Linked DNA regions of Ovis aries: region 1 is linked to region 2. A link is a contact called in public Hi-C data. All regions are on one chromosome and are shown on one strand. The core of a region is the stretch at or near the end of the contact, and the rest is flanking DNA. Distances in the headings are between cores, read along the strand shown. Region 1 overlaps SLC39A11 (solute carrier family 39 member 11). Region 2 holds the start of COG1 (component of oligomeric golgi complex 1).

Region 1 (6,453 bases), core at 3,728-6,227, 330 kb before region 2:
ATGTCATAACCAAGAGAGATGTATCCCTAGAATGCAAGGTTGGTTTAACATCTGAAGACCAATGCAATATTCCATACCAACAGGATAAAACATTGAAAAACAAGTAAATATCTCAATAGATACAGAAAAAGCATTTGATGGAATCCTACACTGTTTCATTATTTAAACAAAAACAAAAACAAAAAAACAATCAGCAAACAAGGAACAGAAGGGACCTTTCTTGACCTGACATACAGCATCTATGAAAAACCCACAGCTAACAGCATACCTCGTACTTAGACTGAAAGCTTTCTTCCTAAGAACATGAATAAGACAAGGACGCCCGCACTTACTGCTTCTACTCGACACTAAACTGGAGGTTCTAGCCAGAAATTCGATTTTTCAAAAAATCACTGAGGCTTCCGTATTGGAAAGGAAAAAGCAAAACTGTCCCTATATGAAAATAACATTAGCTTCTATACAGAAAACTCAAAGCAACCCACAAAGTAACCATTAGAGCTACAAACGAGTTCAGTAAAGCTTCAGGATACAAGATAAATACAACTCCCCAATCCACTACACACTAACAAAAGGTCACAAAGGCTTGAAAATGACCCCCCAAGGAGTGAAATGAGGTCGGCAATGCTGTAAAAGGTCTCATTCCCCATCCTGAGCACTGGGAGTGTTGGCTCCAGGGGCTCTGACTCCATGACTGGGGGCCTGAGCACCACAAAGGTCAAGGTCAGATGCACACTCCCTGCACGCCCTGGTCATGGTCAGGGAGGGCCCTGGGGGCCTATGGGGGTCTGCACTCCTCCACTAAACGGCAGACAAAATGCACCATGACCAAGTGCTCCAAGAAACTAAAAAGGCAAATTGTCATGTGATACAGCAATCCCACCTCCGGGTATATACACAGAAGAATTGAAAGCAGGATCCCAAAGAGATACTGGTGTGTCCATCTCTTATGTTCCCTGCATAGGCAGCCGGGTCCTAGCGCACCAACTGGGAAGCCCCCAGTGGAACATCCAGTCAGCCTTAAATAGGAAGGAAATCCAACATACGCCACAACATGGAAGAACCTTAAGGACGTCAATAAATCTGTCATAAAAAGACAAATAAAAGGGGTTTCCCTGGGGGCCCAGGGGTTAAGTAAGAATCCACCTTGCATTTCAGAGGATGCAGGTTTGCTCCCTGGTCTGGGAAGATCCTACATCCCTCGGGGTGATTAAGCCCCTGCACCACAGCTACTGAAGCCTGAGTGCCCCGCGCTCCGAGAAGCTCGAGCACCGCAGCTAGAGAGGAGCCCCTGTGCGCTGCAGCTAGAGGAAAGCCTGAACAGCAGTGCAGACGGGGTGCAGACAGAAACAACACAAATAAACACACTGATAAAAGTTACAGAACAGAGAACAGCATTTTAAAAATGATAATAAAATAAAAAGGCAAAGACAAAATGATCCCCTTTATATGAGGTTCCTGGAGTAAGGAGTCAGTCACAGAGCCCAAAAGTAGAGTAGGGGTTGCCTGGGGCTGGGCGGGGTGGGGGTCGGGGGTGAGGGGAGGGGTTACTGTTTACTGGGGACAAGGTTTTCAGTTTTTTTTAAGATGAAAAGGGTTCTGGAGATGAGGAACATGATGGCTACACAGCAACGTGATGTACTTACTGATACCATCATACACTTAAAAATGGTGAATTTTATGTATGTAAGCATGCGTGCTAAGTTGCTTCAGTCCTGTACAACTCTTTGCAACCCCGTGGACTGTAGCCCGCCAGGCTCCTTTCTGCATGGGATTCTCCAGGCAGGAACACTGGAGTGGGTTGCCATGCCCTTCTCCAGGGGATCTTCCCGACCCAGGGATTGAAACCGTGCCTCCTGCGGCTTCTGCACCGCAGGCAGATTCTCTGCCGCTGAACCACCAGGGGAGCCCCTTACCGCACGTACACTCCATCACAATTAAATTTTTTAAAATAAGACAAAGCAAAACACCACGACACACGGAAAGAGAAGAGACATCTCGGGAGAAAGGAAACAGCTTTTTTTCCTGCTTTTTGAACAAAAGACATTGCCTTCTCATTTTGTGTGAGGTCCTGCCCATCATGCAGTCATCTGTCCTCCCGTCAGAAAAAGCTGGCGTTTCTCCGGGTGTCATTCACTCACCTGCAGTGAAACGCTGGCCTTAAGAGGCCCTGTCCTCTGAAGTGGTCCCTCTCTCCCCTGACTTGGGAAAACCATGACCTTGGGAAGCATAATCCCCTTCGGAAGGGACAGTGGAAACAGGGTGGGAAGTCTCCTAAGCCCCTCTTCTCCACTTTCCTTCTAGAACCTCAGCTGTCACGCTGTGGGGTGCTTCCTGGAACAGCGGAGCCTTAACAATGTTCATTTGCCCCCTGACCTCCCACCTGGAGATGGTCAAGGGTGAAAGCTGGCTGGAGGGGGGCTGAGGTCAAGGCGCCAGATGGAAGCCTTGGGGCCACGGCAGTTCCCGTGCCAGGCTGGGCCACGGGGTGTTTGGCCAGGGGTCCTGGGCTAGCAGCACTGGTCTGAGCTTGGGAAATGGTGTGGCTTTGGGCAAGTCACTTGCCTTCTGACTTTCTCCAGCGTGAAAAGAGGCTTCCTGAGGTCTCTCTCAGAGCCAAGGTCAGGTCAGAAGGGCATTGCTCGTTTGTAACATGACGATGGTGTCTTGGCCTCCGAGACTTTTTCCATCGCTTCTCCCTTGCCTGCACTCAAAACTACCCATTGCAGGCCCCTCCGTCTCCTGCGAAGCCCCCCTGAGCAGGCCTGGGGCTGCCTCCGCTCCCCACCTGCAGGCCGCGGTCAGGACATCACGCAGGAGGGAGCTGGCGGGGGCTGCCCCCAGCCCGCGCTTCTGGACAGAATGAAAACCCCGACGCCCCATCTGATGGAATCACACCGAAGAAAGGAAACTTGTCTCTTAAGAACAAGCGAGAGACTGATGACTGAAGGCCCAAAGAATTTTGTGGTTGGGCATTTTTTTTTTCCTGTTGTTTGTTTTCTGGCACAATCTGCCTCTGTTTCGGAGCCGACGGCCACGGTGCCCGTGACAAAGGCCTCTTTCTTACGACAGTTTAATAGCTCCGATGTGGGGGACAGCCCCGACTCCCGCGGGGCAGCCTCTGGAGGCGGCCTCTCAGGAAAGGAGAGAGCCTTGCTTTCGTCCAGTTGGGTCCAAACTGAACTGAGAGAGGCTTAAGGAAACAACAACAAAAAAAACCCAAACCAAATGGGAAACTCCTTTCGAAACAGGAAGTGAAGGCTTGGGTGGGGAAGACAAAATGTGTCAGGAGAGAGGAGAGACTGGACCCAAGAGGGATGCTCAGGGCTCACTGCCTGCTGAGGGCGGAGGGGAGAAATCTACGGGGGCGGAGAGATTCGGATGGAGATGTGGGGGGCGGGGGCGCGTGTGTATCGATTCCCTACGGCCGTAACCAAGGCCGCCATCCAGGCGGCTGAAGACATCAGAGACGCATTCTCGTGGTCTGGCGGCTAGAGGCTCAAAAGCAAGTGTCAGCAGGACCACCCTCGCTCGGAAATCTCTAGGGAAGGTCCTCCCTCAGCTTGTCCAGCTTCCGGCAGCAGTGGGCACTCCTGGACACTTCTTGGCTTCTGGCTGAGTCACTCTGATCTCTGGTTCCCTCGGGGTGTCTCGTCACCCAGCCTCCTCCTGTGTGTGTGCCTGTGTGTCTCTTCTCCTTGCCTTATAAAGACACTGGTCATAATGGATTTGCGCGTGCGTGCTCAGTTGCTGGGTCGGATCTGACTCTTCTGCGACCCCACGGACTGCAGCACCTCTGTCTGCGGGATTTCCCGGGCAAGGATACTGGAGTGGGCTGCCATTTCCTCCTCCAGGGGATCTTCTGACTCAGGGATTGAACCTGCGTCTCTCTCGTCTCCTGCATCGGCAGATGGATCCTTTACCATTGCGCCTCCTGGGAAAATAATCCCGCACGTGGAAAGCACTCACTAAATGTTTCACAGCTACCAGACGCAGGGCTGGGAGGCAGAGAGCTGGGGCAGGGGTGTTAATTCTGGGCTTCCGCACCCCTGCCACCTGCCATAAGCTTGACCTCAGGGAAAGCCCTGGGCTCCGGATTCTCACCTGGCTACTGGGAGGGCAGTAAGGACTGAGCAGTGCATGTAAACAGCCCCTAAAGGCAGCCACCAGTGCCACGCCGCAAACCCACTAATGCGCCCACTCTGCTCTCCTAGCTGGCCCGGCAAAAGGCAGTGGATCAACGCCAGCACCCATCCGAGCCCCGCCGGTGACTCTGGAAAGCGCAGTTGCTTTCTGCCTCTCGCTGCGTGTGACAAGCAGTCCCGGAGGATGGACAGGGCAGCAGTGGGTACGCAGGAGGGAGAAGTCTGTGTCATCCCCAGCGCCTGGGAGAGCCACAGAGAAAAGACGAGGCTGCTCTTCAAGAGCCTCGTGGGGTCCACGCCTCCCCTCAAGCCCGCCCCGGGCTAGACAGAACACACGTTGTGCTGAGATCGGTCCCCGGTGCCAAGACGGTCAGCCCTGTCGCCAGGCACTCGGGTGGGGGTGGCCGGGGGCCGCGGAGGAGGAGGTGGAGGAGGCTGCCCTGCACAAATGGGCTCCTTGTGCTGCTGATGAGAGAAGCAGCCGCCGGGCAGACCGGGCAGGGCAGCTCGGAGCCGCCTCCTTGTTCTGGACCCGAAGCCCGTGCCGTGACACTGGCGAGAGTGGAGAGGGTCCAGGGATCCGGGGGCGGAGGGCAGTGCGCGCAACAGAGAAGCAGCTTGTGCTATACAGAGGGGACTGCCCACTTGAAATCATCCATAGAATTCAGGAGGGCCATCAGGGCCAGGTGCAGAGCAGACCACACCCAGCCTGGTCCCGGGCCCCACGCAGAGAACAGAAGAGGCCCCCAGCGAGGGTGCAAGACGGGGAAATAGATGCACGCAGTATCAGAGTGAGAGCCAGCCGCACGCCAGCTCAGCACTTAGGCCGGACGGCAAAGCTGGCCTGGGAGGGCCGGGGCGGGGAGGAAGAATGTGAAGGCCCGGCATCTGCAGGCCGAGCCCGAGTCACAGGAGGTCAGGGGCCCCAGGCTCCTGGACCCAGGCCTCTGGCCTGGAGCCCGAAGGACCCTTGTCTCCCGCATCAGCAGGTGGGTCCTTTACCACGGAGCCGCCTGCGAAGCCCAAGAACATAACTGCATACTGTTACTGAAAAGGGCTTTTGTGCATTTGAATAGAGAGAGAATTAAGTCCCTGTCTGGGGCAGGGGTGGTGCAGAAAGGACTTGGTTTTATCCTGAGTTTATGAACTAATTTTTGGTGATAAATACAGATCGTAAGAGATAGCGACTGGCTGTGAGAGCAGCTTTTCTCAATGCCTTTACTTCGCAAACTAGAGAAGGTAGCATTTGCACATGTCTTCGCATGCCTGGGGGACACGTGTTGTCCTACAATCACCAGCAGTCCTGGAACCATAGCTGCCACCCTCCTTTCTCACGTGACACGGCTGGAAACGGACATGTAGGTAGTGAGAGCCCAGGGCACAGGCAGGAGACCAGGTGCGGGGGACCCAGAGTCTTGCCCTGATGCCCCACTGCCACACGGTGGCGCTGTCTGCCAACAAGCTGCCGATTCCACCGGCGCCTGATAATTCCAGGGAAGGCTAGGCAGCTGTGTTGGGGGACGGGAAAGTAAAATGTACTTATGGGGAGGAGCTGTCAATAGACGATTCTAGAATTCCAGGCTGGAAGACTCTGCAGAGTCCCTTGGACTGCAAGGAGATCAAACCAGTCAATGGTAAAGGAAATCAGTCCTAAATATTCATTGGAAGGACTGTTGCTAAAGCTGAAACTCCAATACTTTGGCCACCTGATGCTAAGAATTGACTCATTGGAAAAGACTCTGATGCTGCAAAAGACTGAAGGTAGGAGGAGAAGGGGACGACAGAGAATGAGATGGTTGGATGGCATCACTGACTCAATGGACATGAGTTTGAGTAAACTCTGGGAGTCGGTGAAGGACAGGGAAGCCTGGCCTGCTGCAAGCCATGGGGTTGCAAAGAGTCAGACACGACTGAGCGATTGAACTGAAGAATTCCAGGCAAGGCAGTTTAACGGGTTCAAGAGAAGAACTTGTCTGCTCAAATAGAATGGAAAGTGCCATCTGCTATTGCAAATAAAAAGCAGCACAAGAATTTACTTCCAGTTTTGCTGACACGATGGAAGGGGTGGCGGTAGGGAGGAGTCTGTGTGTGTGGCTGGTCAGGGTGTGTCCTCACACTGGGGCTCCACGTCTCAGGCGAGAGACCGCTCTGCAGCAAGCCAAGACTGGGCTGTGGCTTCCCCAACCCAGGAAAGCCGAGATGCAATTCAGAAGGTGAAGACTTCCTCCTTGAGGAAGAGATGGTCTTGTCAGGGCTCCCCAGAAGTCTGGGAACTTGGTCCCGCCACAGGGAGGTCTGGGGCATTAGCAGA
Region 2 (6,468 bases), core at 1,844-4,343:
ACAGGGAACTCTGCTCAGTGTTATGGGGCAGCCTGGATGGGAGGGGAGTTTGGGGGAGAATGGATACGCGTCTATGTGTGGCTGAGTCACTCCGCTATGAACCTGGAACTATCACAATATTATTAATCGGCTCTATCTAGTATAAAACAGTAAGTTTTCTTTTTTTTAAGATGGCAATAAAATGAGGAGCTACCTTCTACTTGTGCGCTTCCTCGAAGAAAAAAAAAAGAAAGACTATTTCACATCTCAGCCCTGGCTCCCAGCCCAGTGCCTTGCCCAGTTGCTGGAGCTGAACTCCGTGCCCACATCCTGGTTTTACTGGAACCACGAAGCAGGAGGCGGAGGAAGAAGAAAGCCTCACTGCCACATCCATGCAGAGGGGCTGGGAAAGGGGCCGTGGAGAGTGAAGAGTCCAACACACAGTTCCCGCAGCCCCTGGAGTCCCCCAGCGCCCAGGCAAGAAGCCGGCTTGGTGACAGCCTCTGTTGGGCTCTCGGATCTGCAAACAGAAGAGCAACAGTGGCATCTTCAGGGCAGCCGGGGGAACTTGGCTGGGGAGGCAGAGAGAAGGCGTGCAGAAAGCCCTGCCTTCGGAACACACTCTGCTGCGATGTCAGCCTGCCCTTTCTCTACCTGAAATGACAGCTGTGTGCGCCAGGGCCGCCCACCCCATGCCAACCCTGAGGCCCCCGCACCCAAGCTGATTGCTGACATTCCTCCCGCTTGCTGTTCCAAAGATGCCAGCCAAACTCTCATTCGTGGAGCCAGAAACTCAGAGGGTATAGGTCAGTTGGAGTCTCTAGGGCAAGCAACTGAAAGTGTTTTGATTTTGAAATATATCAATAAGATATTGGACTGCCCATAAAACCCCTGGGGAAGCTGGGGAACCCTGCGCAGCAAAGAGACAGGAACCAAGGAAAGTGAACCTTCAGAATCTAATCGAAACACAAGACACTGGGGAGGTCACCCCGGCTGTCGCTGGCAGCTGGATGTTACAGCTGGATTCAGTGTCTCTGCTGCCCCTGGAGAGTGGATGTTTGTAGGGGACACCTCTGTCACCGCCAAAATGAAGTCTCCCTGCTCCTCGACATCACTAGCTCTCCATCTAAAGTCCCAGGAGGGTTGTGTCTGATTGGCCAATCCCAGCTCAGCTGCGAGTGGAACAGAGAGATGTTGCCAGACAGCGGTGATTCTCAAACACAGAAGAGAGATCCTGCGGGCGATGGGAAGCCAAGCAGCAGCAAGTGTCCCTACCAGATGGGGTTGCGGTGACAACAAAGAGCAGACCTGCCACCAGGAAGCGCTTTGAGTTTGTGGGACGTTGCAAGAGAAAGTAGAAAAGGAAGTCAAAATTCTAGGTCTCAGTGCTTGTTCTGTCTCTGATTATGCGGCGGGAATAAATGAGCTTCTCTGGGGTTTTTGTCAGACAGAATAATTATCCCTACCTCCTTTCCAGGGCTGAAGTGTACATGGGATCACGTTGTGGATGGACTTTTGACGGTTACACCTAGTAAATCCATTCTGGGTTTAAAGCCTCTCTGGGTCCCAGGTTACCCACCTGTCAAATACCCTAGGTTGCAGGGCTGCTGCTGCTGAGTCGCTTCAATCGCGTACGACTCTGTGCGATCCCATAGAGGGCAGCCCACCAGGCTCCCCCGTCCCTGGGATTCTCCAGGCAAGAACGCTGGAGTGGGCTGCCATTGCCTTCTCTGAGGTGGCAGGGCTACGGTGAGGTAAACTAGAATACTATCTCTGTGCAGTTGCTAAGTCATGTCCCAACTCTGCAACCCCATGGACTGTATCCCGCCAGGCGCCCCTGTCCATGTGATTCTCCAGGCAAGAATCCTGGAGTGAGTCGCCATTTCCTCCTCCAGGGAGAGTACTATAAAGGAGTGGTTCAACTGACAGATTGAAATTTTTTGATGCCTGGGATTTGTCTCAAAATCACGGGGATGGTGGGAGGGAGAGGATGTGGGGCTGGGGCATTCATGAGGGTGACCATGACTGAGTAACTGTAAGACCCAGCTGGTGGACATACCAGTATCATTCTCTCTGCATTAATGTGCATATGAAATCTTCAGTAATTTTTTTTTTTTTTTTTTGGCAAATGAAGGGTCTTGGAAACACTTAGAAGAAACAGGTCATACTCTCCAAATTTTATTATGAGTCAGTTAGGCGTCCTCCCCACCCCCACCCCACCCCTCCTCCCAGGCATCGTTTACTCAGGCATTCGAGTCTTTTCCTCACTGCCCACTACCCTCCTCGCCGCACTGGTGCCAATGTAAGGTTCTATCAGGGGAAACATCTTTGAAGGTACAACACTGGTTTGAAACCAAACCCAAAAACCCAAAAGAAATAACCGAGCAATGAAAACCAGAAGCAAACGAGCGCGCGCACACCCCTGCGCTCCGACCGCGTCCCGAGCATCTGTGAAGTTACTTTCCAATGAACGAAAACGGACTCCCAGGTCCCTCTTCCTAACATCGCATTCGGTGGATGCCCAGAGGAAACAACGAACAACAAGGACGCCCCAGAAAGCTGCAGGCTGAGAGCCAGGGATGGGGGTCCAGCGGTCAGCTCCGTGCGCCCACCCGGCTCCCAGCCCGACCCGGACACGGCGCCGGCCGGGGGCCCGGAGGAGAAGAAGGCCGACCCAGGGGAAGGGGACGGGCCAAGAGTGCCATCGACCCCTCTTAGGGGAAAGACCGCGATCCGGCGCCGCCGCGAGGGGCCTGGCGAGGGGACCCGAGCATCCCGAGGAGGGGTTATAATCAGACCGCCGGCGCTTGAGGACATTTAATCGCGACGGGGAAGCGCTGCACCAGCGCTAGGAGAGGCTTCAGACCTGAGTGAGGCTGCGCCCCAACACACCTGCGGGCTCAGCGACCCAACAGCCACACAGGCTCCGTTTTTAAAAAGTGCCGCCCAACCACTGAAAAAAAACCAGTTTAAAAACAGTGCCGCCCATCACTGGCTCCGCCCCTCGGCCGCCCCGAACAAGCCCGGCCCCGCCCCCACCCACCGGGCGGAAGCGCCTCCGCCCTCAACCAAGATGGCCGCGGGGCGGCGCGGCCGGGCGGAAGTGCCCTGCTGGGGCGCCGACGCGTCCATCATGGCGGCCACGGCCGCCTCACCCGCTCTGAAGAGGCTGGACCTCCGCGACCCCGCGGCGCTCTTCGAGACCCACGGCGCGGAGGAGATCCGCGGGCTGGAGCGCCAGGTGCGCGCCGAGATCGAGCACAAGAAGGAGGAGCTGCGGCAGATGGTGGGCGAGCGGTACCGCGACCTGATCGAGGCGGCCGACACCATCGGCCAGATGCGCCGCTGCGCCGCGGGGCTGGTGGACGCCGTGAGGGCCACCGACCAGTACTGCGCCCGCCTCCGCCGGGCCGGCTCGGCCGCGCCCCGGCCGCCGCGGGACCCGCAGGTCAGCCCCGCGCCCGCGCCCCGGCCCGGCGGGCCCGGCCCGGCGGGGAGGCGGGCGCCCCGGCCGGGGCCCACCCGCCTCAGGAGGCGCCCCCGCCGCCCCCTGCCCCCGCGGCCGGCGTGCGGCACTCCTGCCGCCCTCCCCGCGTTGCTGGCCGTTTCCCCGCGGCTCCTCGGGAGCCTCCCGGGCTCCAGGCCTCGCCTCCCTCACCTCAGTCCTGGGGTCGCCGGGCTTCCTTTCTCATGGAAACGCTGGGTGTGCAGCCCTGTTCCCGGTTTCCCGACATCGTTTCGGGAACAGAGTTCTCCCCTGTGTCGACCACCTCCCCTCCCCGCTCGTTCCTTCCTCCCGCCCCCCACCCCCACTCCACTCCCAGGAACAACTTCCAGGCTGCAAAGAGGCCTGCGACCCTTTGCAGCAGGTCGTTGGAGGGTAGCCACCAGTCCCCGGGCTCTCATCTTTTAATAGAGGAACAGGTTCATTTTAAGGAACTAAGGTGATAAGGAATCTGCCTGCCAGTGCAGGAGACACAGCAGGTTCGATCCCTAATCCAGGAAGATCCCACATGCCTTAGAGCAGCTAAGCCCCCTGCAGCATAACTGTTGAGCCTGTGCTCTTGAGTCCGCACACCCTAGAGCTGGGGCTCCACAAGAGAAGCCACTTCAATGAGAGGCCTGCACACAAACTCCAAAGTAGCTCCCTCCCTCACCGCCCCCCCTTCACCCCGCTACCCTCCACGCCCCCTTCACCCCGCTACCCCCCACGCCCCCTTCACCCCCCCCACCCCCGCCCCGGTGAGAATCGGTGGATTCAAAGGTCCCTGGAAGAAAGCAGTGAAGGACAGGCAACCCTTGACCACCAGGCTGAGATACTCAGTTCAGTTCAGTCTCCCATTCGTGTCTGACTTAGAACTGGGCAAACATAAGATCTACATGACCTTTGAAGAATGTCATTTGACAGGAAGGGAAAAGGATAGATTGGAGGGGAGAGAGAAAGCACAGAGTGCAAGAGCAAGGTTTTCGGGTCCACGTAAGGGTGAGATGACCATAACCTGCAGTGGAACCCGGGAAGTGACGGCAGGAACCTGGGCGCAGACGTGTCAGCAGAACCATCAGAAGGACGTGGACTTCCTGGGATGTGGTGGTCTGTGCAGACATGTTGAGGGAGGTCAGATGGCTGTAATTTTTGGTAGGAAGATGAGCCTCGTGTTAAATGTAGTGATTATAGAGTGAAACAAAGTCCCAGGGGAAGTGTCCAGACACAGCAGAAGAGGCTCGATGGGCAGTGGTGAGGTCTGCGTGCTGTGCTGTGATCTGCATGGAGGTGACGCTTCAGGGAAGAGAGCGGTGAAGAGAGAGGACAGACTTAAGATGAGTAGAGGCATGAGGCTGGACCCAAATTCAGGGGAAGGTTGGTGAAGAGGAACAGCCAGCAGCGAAGCCCACAAGGCAGTCACAGCAGCAGGAGAAAGTGTAGGAAGCACGACCATCAAACGCAGCAAGGTCAAAAGCTCCCTGGAGGGGCGACACGTGGGCTCTGGGCCGAGACACCCCAGGGGTCCCTGATACCTGCCTGTGGGGTGACCAGATTTGGTTTGCCCCTCTGTGGGACAGGGCAAAGGTAGACCTGGTAGGAAAAACTTAACTCCAGTAATTCTGCTCTTCCAACCTCGATGCCTTGCTGAGCGGCACCGAATCCAAGTTCATGAAAGTTCCGTACCCCTGGACCCCCCATACATCTCCCCTAGCTGGCCCCACGCTGACCTGGCTCTTGTTTGTCCTGACTCAGCTCTGTGCCTTTGCCTGCAGCCCCAGCAGCCATCCCAGGAGAAGTTCTACAGCATGGCTGCCCAGATCAAGCTTCTCCTGGAAATCCCGGAGAAGATCTGGAGCTCCATGGAGGCCTCGCGGTTTCTCCACGCCGCCCAGCTCTACCTGCTCTGCTGCTGCCTCCACAAGCTGCTGCAGCTGGAGTCTTCCAGTTCCCGACACAGCCCAGTCCTCTCCCGGTTCCCCATACTCATCCGGCAGGTGGCGGCCGCCAGCCACTTCCGGTAAGTGGTCCGCCAGCAGGACCGTCTCTGGTGATGGCCGTGCTGCACTGCTCTGATTTTATGGAGCATGTCTTCTCTCTCCACATGTACTAGGGCTCTTCTCCGAAGATGTCAGAAGCTCCCTGTGACCTTTGCCATCATCTCTTTAGGTCAGCCATCCTGCACGAGAGCAAGATGCTGCTCAAACGGCAAGCCGTGTCCGACCAGGCTGTGGCCGAGGCCCTGTGCTCTGTCATGCTCTTGGAAGAGAGTTCTCCACGCCAAGCCCTGACCGACTTCCTGTTGGCCAGAAAGGCAGCAATCCAGAAACTTCTCAACCAGCCTCACCACGGTGGGCGTGGCTTCTCTCCTAGATGTGGGCCTCTGATGTGGGGATGGAGCAGGATGAGCTGAGGGAGTCCAGAGGGTTCTCTGTTTCTAACTTTACCGAAGGACACTGCTAAAAGAAGGTGGTTTCTTCTCACAGGTGCTGGTATCAAGGCGCAGATTTGCTCGCTGGTGGAGCTGCTGGCCACCACTCTGAGCCAAGCGCACGCTCTCTTCTACACTTTACCAGAGGGGCTGCTGCCAGACCCCTCGCTGCCGTGTGGCCTGCTCTTCTCCACGCTGGACAGCATCACCAGCCAGCACCCTAGCGGTGAGCTCTTAGCCAGCCTCTTCTATTGCCTGGTTCATTCGTTTATCGGGCACCTGCCATCTGCCAGCTACTGTGCTGGGCCCTGGGCATACCGAAGTGGATTGGACAGATATGGACCCACTTTCGTGGAGGTCACAATCTAGGGGTGGAGGCAGATGTTGAACTCACGAATCCACAGTATCTGCTTAATATCAGTCCTGGTCATTGCTCTCCAGGCTGAGTGCAGCTTGACTTGGTAGCAGTGAATGGAGGGACCAAAGTCAGGATATTTAATTGCCCTGCAGCATGTAGGATCTTAGTTCCCCAACCAGGGATTGAACCCGTGTCTCCTGCATCGCAAGGCAGATTCTT

What was found. Hi-C and Micro-C count contacts between places; a contact is called where the count stands out from the background.
Region 1: a contact with region 2 is called in a Hi-C map of hypothalamus, with 5 times the contacts expected there. The contact joins the enhancer-like site here to the promoter of COG1 in region 2. A contact is called at or near these places in 6 of 16 Hi-C or Micro-C datasets (blood, hypothalamus, liver and 1 more).

Annotation. Positions count from the first base shown.
Region 1 is chr11:57,651,600-57,658,052 of ARS-UI_Ramb_v3.0, reverse strand. All of the region lies in intron 7 of SLC39A11 (solute carrier family 39 member 11), which reads right to left. Among named protein-coding and RNA genes, the nearest start is that of SSTR2, 300 kb to the right of the region's middle. Within about 2 kb of position 4,977, at least 10 of the 54 cell types and tissues checked have an H3K27ac peak or open chromatin away from gene starts, as enhancers often do. A contact at or near this core is called in hypothalamus, where this site is marked.
Region 2 is chr11:57,318,327-57,324,794 of ARS-UI_Ramb_v3.0, reverse strand. COG1 (component of oligomeric golgi complex 1) reads left to right here and starts at 3,093. Exons shown (of 14, transcript XM_027974014.3): 1 at 3,093-3,427; 2 at 5,236-5,480; 3 at 5,630-5,811; 4 at 5,947-6,117. The coding sequence starts at 3,113. It overlaps SLC39A11 (solute carrier family 39 member 11), which reads right to left and starts at 3,770. Exons shown (of 10, transcript XM_042256462.2): 1 at 3,638-3,770.